3 separate regions of the Mus musculus genome follow, and all the other regions are linked to region 3. Evidence: chromatin contacts called from public HiChIP or PLAC-seq data. All regions are on one chromosome and are shown on one strand. The core of a region is the stretch at or near the end of the contact, and the rest is flanking DNA. Distances in the headings are between cores, read along the strand shown. Region 1 holds the start of Rhoh (ras homolog family member H). Region 2 overlaps Ube2k (ubiquitin-conjugating enzyme E2K). Region 3 has its middle 27 kb from the start of Pds5a.

What was found. HiChIP or PLAC-seq counts read pairs in DNA pulled down with a chosen protein or histone mark.
Region 1: a contact with region 3 is called in an H3K27ac HiChIP or PLAC-seq map of microglia, with 3 times the contacts expected there. The contact joins the promoter of Rhoh here to the enhancer-like site in region 3. A contact is called at or near these places in 1 of 39 promoter capture datasets (the HPC-7 cell line), 1 of 15 datasets of contacts at CTCF or cohesin (CD8 T cells), 1 of 484 Hi-C or Micro-C datasets (B cells), 4 of 115 datasets of contacts at active chromatin or transcription factors (the SCID.adh cell line, bone marrow-derived macrophages, effector CD8 T cells and 1 more) and 1 of 9 other capture datasets (adipose tissue).
Region 2: a contact with region 3 is called in an H3K27ac HiChIP or PLAC-seq map of embryonic stem cells, with 17 read pairs. The contact joins two enhancer-like sites. A contact is called at or near these places in 3 of 115 datasets of contacts at active chromatin or transcription factors (embryonic stem cells and microglia) and 1 of 9 other capture datasets (liver).

What each region holds. Positions count from the first base shown.
Region 1 is chr5:65,862,334-65,865,207 of GRCm38.p6, reverse strand. Rhoh (ras homolog family member H) reads right to left here and starts at 1,624. Exons shown (of 3, transcript NM_001081105.2): 1 at 1,327-1,624.
Region 2 is chr5:65,560,173-65,563,184 of GRCm38.p6, reverse strand. The region is part of intron 1 of Ube2k (ubiquitin-conjugating enzyme E2K); the gene reads right to left. It overlaps Gm40309 (a long non-coding RNA gene), which reads right to left. Exons shown (of 2, transcript XR_868455.3): 2 at 1-3,012. Among named protein-coding and RNA genes, the nearest start is that of Gm40309, 20 kb to the right of the region's middle. Within about 2 kb of position 1,729, at least 35 of the 459 cell types and tissues checked have an H3K27ac peak or open chromatin away from gene starts, as enhancers often do. A contact at or near this core is called in embryonic stem cells, where this site is marked.
Region 3 is chr5:65,723,295-65,726,348 of GRCm38.p6, reverse strand. No RefSeq gene overlaps it. Among named protein-coding and RNA genes, the nearest start is that of Pds5a, 27 kb to the right of the region's middle. Within about 2 kb of position 1,403, at least 335 of the 459 cell types and tissues checked have an H3K27ac peak or open chromatin away from gene starts, as enhancers often do. A contact at or near this core is called in B cells, CD8 T cells, the HPC-7 cell line and 5 more, where this site is marked.

The DNA of each region.
Region 1 (2,874 bases), core at 375-2,874, 140 kb before region 3:
CCCGACCCCCACCCCAGGCCTTTCTCTGCATCCACAATGGACTAAGGAACACTGCTAGAGGCCCAAGGGGTATCACAAAACAGTCCTAAGCACTCAGAAGGTGGCCCAAGGATGCAAAACTGGCCGAGTCCCTCTACAAATGGCTAAAAGAAGGTTTAAAACTACAGAATGTAGTCTCTTCTCATTCATCTCTCCAGCTGGCCCACACCCTGTCTTTCTAACCCTGATCCGGCAGAGGGTAAACCACTGGGCCAGTCTCTAGGCCAGTCAGTCTCCTCTTTATGGAAAGTCCACATGGCCCTCCAAGTCTACAACAACCTTCCCCTTCTCCATCTGCTAAGCCCCCATCCTTCCTAAGGCTTCCTGCTAAGCCCCCATCCTTTATAAGCATCCTTCCTTCTGAGCACTCCAGCTCACTCCCAGAACCCTTCTCGAAACCCTACAGCTGTTAAAGCTTCTGTGACCCAGCTTCTTCTTCAACTGTTTCCTAACCTGTATCTTTCGCTGTAACTACTAGACTTGAAGGTCCACCGAAGGACGGGTTTCCTTATATTTCTCTTCTCTCATGCACAGCACCATCTTAGATCCGGTCGCTTGAACCCATCTGTCACAACTTTAATTTAGTGAAGCACCTAAAACCGGTGATTTTCCCCCAAGCTTTTGTTGCTGTGGATGTTACAGCCCAGCCAATCTATTGGCAGTGCACAGCATGAAACCTGCTGAGAAACTAAATTTAATCTAGAAATGTACAGAAAGGGGCCATTGGGATTGAGAATAGCTAGATAGGAATTCTGGGATATGGTTTTTATTTCGATTTTTTTTTTCTACATAGCTAGATAACTTTAAAGCTGCTCTCTGTGGATGCTGGAGGGCCCTTAGATTTCCTTCATCAAACACTGCTGCATGAAGTCTAAAGTCCCCACACAAGCAAGCTCTGACACAGCCCCAAGAACATATGGGAATACCTTAGAAACTAAGACTCAGTGGCACATGCCTGTAACTCCTGCACCTGGGAGGTGGAAGCAGAAGGGTCAGGAATTCAAGGCCATCTTTGACTTCACATCAGCCAGCCCAGGCTATCCAAGACCTCATCTCAAAACAAAAACAAAGCAAAATAGAAAGAAAACCAAAGTGTGTCTTGTTAAGACTCTAGAGTTGGGGTAGACGGCCGAACACACCCCCATCTCTGAGTTTAGTCTACACTTTGCAACAAATTAAAAAAGGTCATTACAATGTTCAGCCTAAAGAAGAAGAAAAAAATCTTAACAAAATCACAGAGATTCCTGAGACACCGAAAAAACATTTTTAAAGAGGCAAAAGTCTTACCTGGGGTAGAATGCCAAGTCTCATCACCAAAATGACTGACTCCGGAAGTCTAAGTAGCTCTCCACGCCATGTAAAAGCTAACGTAGCTCAAATCTATTACTGCTGAGAGTCCCTCCTGAGGTCTACCTCTCTCTCTCTCTCTCTTCCCCAAGGCTCCCAATGAGTCACTGTTGGAAAAGCTGCAACACCGGACTGGCAGAGTCCAGCCCAAGGTGGTGGGCCTCAGTGTCGGAGGTGACCGAGGCAGAGGAACACTCCGAAAGTGACAAAAGCGATTAGCAAGTTCCTGTGCCGAAGTGAGTTTCCTGTGGCTGGCTTCTCCACAAAGGGGTTTCGCCTGTGTGGGTTTAGGGGCCTGTGCGCATGTGCGTTTGTTTCCCTCCATGAGCCTGTGAAACCTACCCAAGCAAGAGGCCAAATAGGGCTTTTGCTGCACGGCTGGATTTCTGTTTGATTACCGTTTTATCCTTTCTGGATCGTTTCTCTCTCTCCATTCCCTCCTGTTGAGGGAAGGAAAGGGGGTGAAACTGGGATGATTCTTTCAGGAAATGAAACAAGAGAGGAAAATCGGTTTCACTGTCCTGGCTGGTCTCGGTTAACTTAAGCTTAAGTAAAAGCACTTAACTAAGAACTTAACTTCCGGGCTGAGAATGGAGCCTATGGGTAGCGTACTTGCCTGGCCCTGTGTTTGTGCCCCGTACTGAATAAAAGCCATAGTTCCTGGCACACACCTGTTATCCCAATGTTCAGAAGGATCAGAAGTTCCAGGTTTCCCAGGTATGATGGCACCTGCCTTTAATTCCAGCGCTCAAGAGGCAAAAAGCAGGTGGAGTTCTTTGAGTTCAAGGCCAGCCTGGTCTACATAGAGAATTCTAGAACATCCAGAGCTTCACAGAGAGTCTCTGTAAAAAAAAAAAAAAAAACTCAGCTGTACACGGAGTTCACCACCAGCCCAGCAGGAGACAGTCGGTGGGTTCTCTGGATCACTCTGCCTTATTAATAATGAGTTGTGCTGCCAGTATTAGTAACAATTTAAAAATGAAGGGCATAGCAAAAGTCAAGTAACCGCCACAGAGCAGCACCTGGGCCGGGAGGTACTAGACCCTGTGCTGTTTTCTGACCCCTCTGAGTTTCATTATTTGACTAAAAACACAACTGTACTTGTCCCTCCTCGCTGTGCCAGCCAGGTGTAGAGACCATCTGCCACAATGTAACCCCATGGTCAAACTGCCTAAACCAGCCATTTGACTCTCCTGAAGTATTAACACCCTCCCCCCTCCCCTCCCCCTCCCCTTCCCATGCCCCGCCACCCTAAGTCTTGAATCACTATAAATGCTACTGACCAGGATGGTAACTTGCTCAAAATATCGGAGTGCCAAGTAGGCAAACAGCAGAAAGACCTTAAGGCAGACATGAGATTGGATTAGCCAGGCCTTAGGTACTTTAAATGGGATTAAATGGCACGTCTCTAATCCCAGCACTCTGGAGGCAGAGGCAGGCAAATCTCTGAGTTCTGGTCTACAGAGTGAGTTCCAGGACAGTCAGGGC
Region 2 (3,012 bases), core at 480-2,979, 160 kb after region 3:
TTTAGTAGTCTTGGTGTTTCTAACATTCCTTTGAATCTACAAAGCATTACTAATGCCCAAACATGGTGGTGCACACCTTTAATCCCAGCACTCAGGGGGTGGAGGCAGAGGCAGGGACTAAAGTTTGAAGCTACATAACAAGTGCCAGGACAACCAGAGAAGCAAAGGGGGAATTGGGGGGGGGAGGGGGGGGAAGGGCACACAGATGGATGAAATATACAGCTCCTAGTAAGCAATGTAACTATTAAAATAGAGCAAAACAGCATAGAACATTGAAGATAATCTGGGTGAAGGAAAATGAATGACCATATTGCTAATGAGAAAGTACAGAATTCTGGGTCCAGCACTTGGCTCAATAACAGTGCCTAGAATACATGAAGTCCTGGCTGAGTATGATCCCAAAACTAGGAAGGTGGAAGGAGGAGGATCAGAAATTTAAGATCAGCTACATAGCAAAGCTGAGGCCAGCCTAGACTACATAGACCTTGCCTGAAAAGAAGAAATGCAGGAGGTTGGAGGGACGGGAAAAGGAGGCCAGCCACATGGTTCAATAGATAAAAGGGGTTGTCACCAAATGTGGCAATTTCTAGAACTTACATGGTAGAAGGAAAGAACCAACAACCCCTACACCTGCACTCACATGTGCATATAGACACATGTATACACACACACACACACACACACACACACACACACACACACACACACACACGCGCGCGCGCATGCACGGAGGAAAAACAGTGCAAAATCTAATGCAGTCCTCAGGCTGGGAATAGGTATACTGAGCATGTACTAGGCCCAAGCTCAAATCCCAACTCTATCCTTCATCGACTCCAAAAAGGGTTCTAATACATTTTCAGAGGTGAAAGGAAAACAAAGTGTAAGAAGTAATCCTTAACATATTAATGCTGAGTACAAAGTAGCAACTGATGCTATTACTGTCCTTTCAGTCTCTCTATGTAATGCAGGCCAACCTCAAACCTGTAGAGATCTTTCTGCCTCAGCCTACTGTATGCTGGGATTTTAGGTGTGTGCCACCATATAAATATTTGATATCGAGGATCAAAGCAAGACTTTGCACATGCTAGGGTAAGCATCCACTACCCAGCTTAGACACATTACTAGCTCATAAATAAAGTACTTGTTGTTGTGAATATAGGTTCTTGCATGCACATATGTCTGTGTACCACTTGCTTGTCTGGTGCCCACGGAGGTCAGAGGAGAACCTAAATAAGAAGTTTTCATACACCTTATTTTTATCTATTCGAAAATGAAATTTTAATCCAAATATCCAGCTGAGATCAGTAGTACATATCTGTGGGGTGGTGAGCTGTGCCTGGTCCCCCGGGTCGAGCACAGGTCTGGAACCGGAGCGCCCCCCCCCCCCCCGCCCCCGTGGTGGGCGGAGATTTCCAACAGCAAGGGACAGCAGGAGTTTGGCCACGCCTCCTGGGTATCCCACTGTGCTCGCAGCACACAGCTACAGCAGCAGAGGTAGCTACAGCCTCCCACAGCCCCCCTGCAGAGAGGCATGCTGCATCAATCAAGTACTAGCTGCACCAAGCCCTCCCACATACAAATAAGGTTTCCCCAAACTCAGTCCAAGCCAATAAAAAGCACCTGCTGTCAAACCCTGGATCATCCCCAAAACTGTATATAAGTCCCATGCAGGGAGAGAACTACTCCGTCATCTGAGGCTTTGTCCTAAGAGCTCTAACACTTGGGGAGAGGTCGGCTCTCCCAAAGAGCTGCCTGAGGTCCTGTCGCACTCTCGCTAGTCAGCTTCTCCTCGGCCCAGCCCGACCCGACTCAGTGAAGAATTACTGCATGGCAGAGAAGTGGAGACAACCAGCACAGCAGAAGCAGGGAAGTAACTTCCCCTCCCTGCCTGCATTCGCTTCCCTTCGGGGAACCCTCGCACCAAGCCTGGCCAGAGATCTCCGTGTAAAACCTCTGGTAGCCAGGCCCACACATATGCAAGCACTAAAGATGCAGAAGTATGAGGATCAAGAAGAGTCTGTGAGCTGTTCCTCCCATGCATGGGCTGTTCCTAGAATGTGCTTCTGTGCCCCTCCCAGGTATGGTAAGTAGGAGTAGGTTTACTTCAGGTTACAGGTCCTGCTTCTATTATTCTGATGAGGTTTCCAAGCAGGGTCTGTCCTCATGACAGTATACAGCTTGAACTCACCTGAACTTTGCTCATATGATCTTGCTTAACCCTCAGAATGTAAATTCTATTATGCCCTAAAGAAAGTGATTGCATGTGACTTTAGTCCTCCTCATTTTAGGCTACATTTTCCCATGTTCATGCCACCAACTAGAATGGTAACTCTACCACTGAATTACATCTGTCCAGCCCCAGTAGAAAAAACTGTTAAGATGGGCATGGTAGTTCAAATGTACAATCCCAGTTCTTAGGAAACTCACACAAAAGGAGATTGGGCAGTGAATTCTATGCCAGCCTCCACTACATAATGAGACAGCTGGGCAGTGGTGCTGCATGCCTTTAATCCCAGCAGGTGGGAGGCAGAGGCAGGCGAATTTCTGAGTTCCAGACCAGCCTGGTCTACAGATTGAGTTCCAGGACAGCCTGGGCAATACAGAGAAACACTGTCTTGAACCACCCCCCACCACCACCCCCCAAAAAAAAATCACTACATAATGATAACTTGTCTTAGAGGAAGAGAAAGTGGACCAACAAATTGATGGAAGAGAAAAATTTGATTCTCCATGCCTTGTTTGAAATAAAGATATTTAAAGCTTAGCAGCTACATTTGTTAAATCTCAAAGAAATCTGGAAGAGGTCTTGCCCAGTACCTGTGGCTCTTCCCAGCACTTCTCACATGACCTCCTACCCTAAGCCTCTCCCTCCATGGGGCTGAGCTTCCACTTAGCTATATAACAGCCATTTTGCCTCCATACCTGAATCTCCTGATCTCTTTTTCAGATTGCCCCAAACCACCATCCCTTTCCTCTTTTCTCTCTCACTCCCCACCCCTCCTTTCATGGCCA
Region 3 (3,054 bases), core at 154-2,653:
CTGACCTTCTTAGACAATGGACTGTGATAGAAGTATAAGCCATATAAGTCATTTCCTCACATTGATTTTGGCTATAGTGTTCTATCACAGCATAGAAAACTCTAACTAAGACCTTATCTTAAAAAATAAAGGTGACTGCCCAGGCATGAGAGAATATGCCTTTAATGCTAACCCTGGACAAACAGAGGCAGTCAGATCTCTGCAAGTTCAAGGCCAGCTTGGTCTACATAGCAAGTTCTAGGCCAGCAGGGATGTATATGTATATGTGTATGTGTATGTATATGTATATGTATTGAGATCCTATCTCAAAAATAAGTAAATAAATTAATAGGGAGGGTTTGAATAGATGGCTCAGTAGTAAAGAGTGAATATTGCTCATTTCTCAGCCTCCCCATTAGACAGCTCACAATCACCTGTAATTCTATCTGTATGAAATCTAATACCCAGTGGAACCCCATACTCACGCACATACCTATGTATAGATACATATACATATACCTAATTAAAAATAATAAATATTTTAATTCTTTAAGATTTATTTTATGTGTATGTGTTTTGCCTGCACATATGTACACATACCAAGTGTGTGTCTGGTGCTCCGTGGGCCCATTAGATCTCCTGAATTTAAAGTTACAGATGGTTGTGAGGCAACACGTAGGTGCTCTAATTGAACACAGATCCTCTGCAGGAGCAACAAGTTCTCTTAATCACTGAGCCAGCCATCCAGCCCCATCCTCCCACCCCCAAAATTTTAATGGTAGAAAGTAATTAACTAACTTCAGGCCTCCACACACATACATATGTAATACCACACACAAAATTAAAACTACAAATAGATTAGGGGAAAAAAAAACAAACTTGTGCTTGTTAATCATTTATCAAGGGGAATAGAAACAACGTGGAAAATTTCAGGCAACAAAATCGCTGTAGCTTGTAAATGTATTGTTAGTCAATAAATTCTGACATTGTGGAAAGACACAAACATGGCAGTCTATGGTTGGAACATAGCAGACTCCCAATACCCAGGCTGGCCTCAAACTCTCTCCTGAGAACATGAGCTTCTGGGCCCACCAGTAATGACTTTTGGAACTCCCATGGTGACACTATTAACCTTAGAATCACTTAGTAGGTTGGTATTTAAACTAGCCAGATTCGGGTTTATGTTTTTTTTTTTTGTTTTTTTTTTTCACCGTTACCCAACATCTCTAAAAGCCTTTCTCACACACGTTCCCTGGATCTCTGATGGTATAAACGTGTCTATTCAAACAATTCTTTCTAGCCCAGTATACCTCTTCACAGGTTTCAGTTGCTACCTCACTTTTAGAGGCCTGCTGGGACTTGAATCTGGTTACAGATCTAGAAGCAAAGGGCGGTTACCAGTTACCGGTAGAGGTCGGTCTTGAGATCTGGCCTGCCTATTGCATTGGAAAGAGAGAACAATTTCCTCCGGCTATTCAGGCTAAACAGCACGAGGGTGGCTGTGTGAATGTGTGTTGGGGGTGGGGGGAGTCCCGCCTACAGCACGAGGGTGGCTGTGTGAATGTGTGTTGGGGGTGTCCCGCCTACAGCACGAGGGTGGCTGTGTGAATGTACGTGTTGGGGGAGCAGGGGGGTGGAGTCCCACCGAAGATGCAAAGATCTCTCACTGGCAATGGAGATTCAGCAGACTAGAACAACCCAAAGCCCTGAGCGCCTCCAGGATCTTCCCACCCAGTCTCATTCCTATTTTGTGCAGGAAGTAGGTGCTTGGGGGTGGAGATGGGGGCGGGGGTTAGGGGGAATGACAGAGTTTCTGGAGGTCTCTTTAAAAAACAAGGAGGAAGCAGCTTCAAGAGAACTGGACTGCCTTCCGGCCGGTTTTTTCAGTTCTTTCTCGGTTCCCTGTTGAGCCGTAATTTTACTCCCGGGGAGGGGGCGGGGCGGGGCGAGGGGGGCGGTGTCTATGAGGCGCCAGGGAGCCTATCACTATCCATCTCTTGCTGTCTACCTGTATCTCAGTAGCTTGCTCACTCTAGAGACTAGGTACTGTATCTCATTAGGTGTAAATGTGGTCTATCAGTTTTCTTTAGTCTGTTTTTGTGGTGTTGGGAATTAAACTTAGTACCTCAGAGATGCTAGGTAAATGATCTGCCACTGAGCTACATCCTCAGTCCCGAAATTCACTCTGTAGACCAGGCTGGCCTGGAACTCACAGATTCCCCCTGGCACTCAGGAGGCAGATACAGTTTGTGTTTGTTAGTACTTTGTTCTGTGTTCTTGGACTTAGACTGATGACATTTTTTTGGATATTGGACAGACTAAAAGACAAGTTAGTTACTCTTTGCTTCTCTGCATGACCCACTTGTAGGGACTTTTTGACTTGCAGGTGATCAAAGCAGTAGAGGAGAGAGTCTTTAGGCCAGGATCCTTCAGGCACCCGGACCAAGGGCCCTTTATAGTTACCTAGAAGAATCTAGTGGAGGAGCCCTCCCCCCACACACACACCTAGATAAAAGCCTTTCTTTCTCAAGAGCCACCTCACAGGTTCTGACCATCAGGAAGAAGGAAGAGCAGGAGGAGGGATCCGGACCTAAAATTTTGATCCTCCAAGATCCTTCAACAGCGGACCTGTTACTCTAAGACCCTCCTCCTCCAAATCTCCCTACCCTCGCCCCCAAGGCCTCACCAGTGCCAGTACCATTTCTGGGATCCTCAGCCCATATGAGACCAAGGCCATTGCACCCCCTTTTACTGGAGGGAGGATCAGGAGGAGACCTGAGAACCACCTCCCCTGATACCATGGTGGCTCTCCCATTAAGGGCACATGGGCCTCTGAAAAAGGGCAACCAGGCTATGCAATATTGGCCCTTCTCTTTGGCCAACTTGTACAATTGGAAGGCCTAACCCCCACCCCCACCCCCACCCCCTTTTTCAAAGGGCCAGTTAATCTCTTTGAGACTGTTTTATTTATAATGCAAGGAAGCCAGAAGCCAGAATGAATACCCCCTCAGACATGAGGGCACCATCGATTGACCAGGCTGTCGTGGACAGTGGGCTTTCCCTGACTAGACCTGA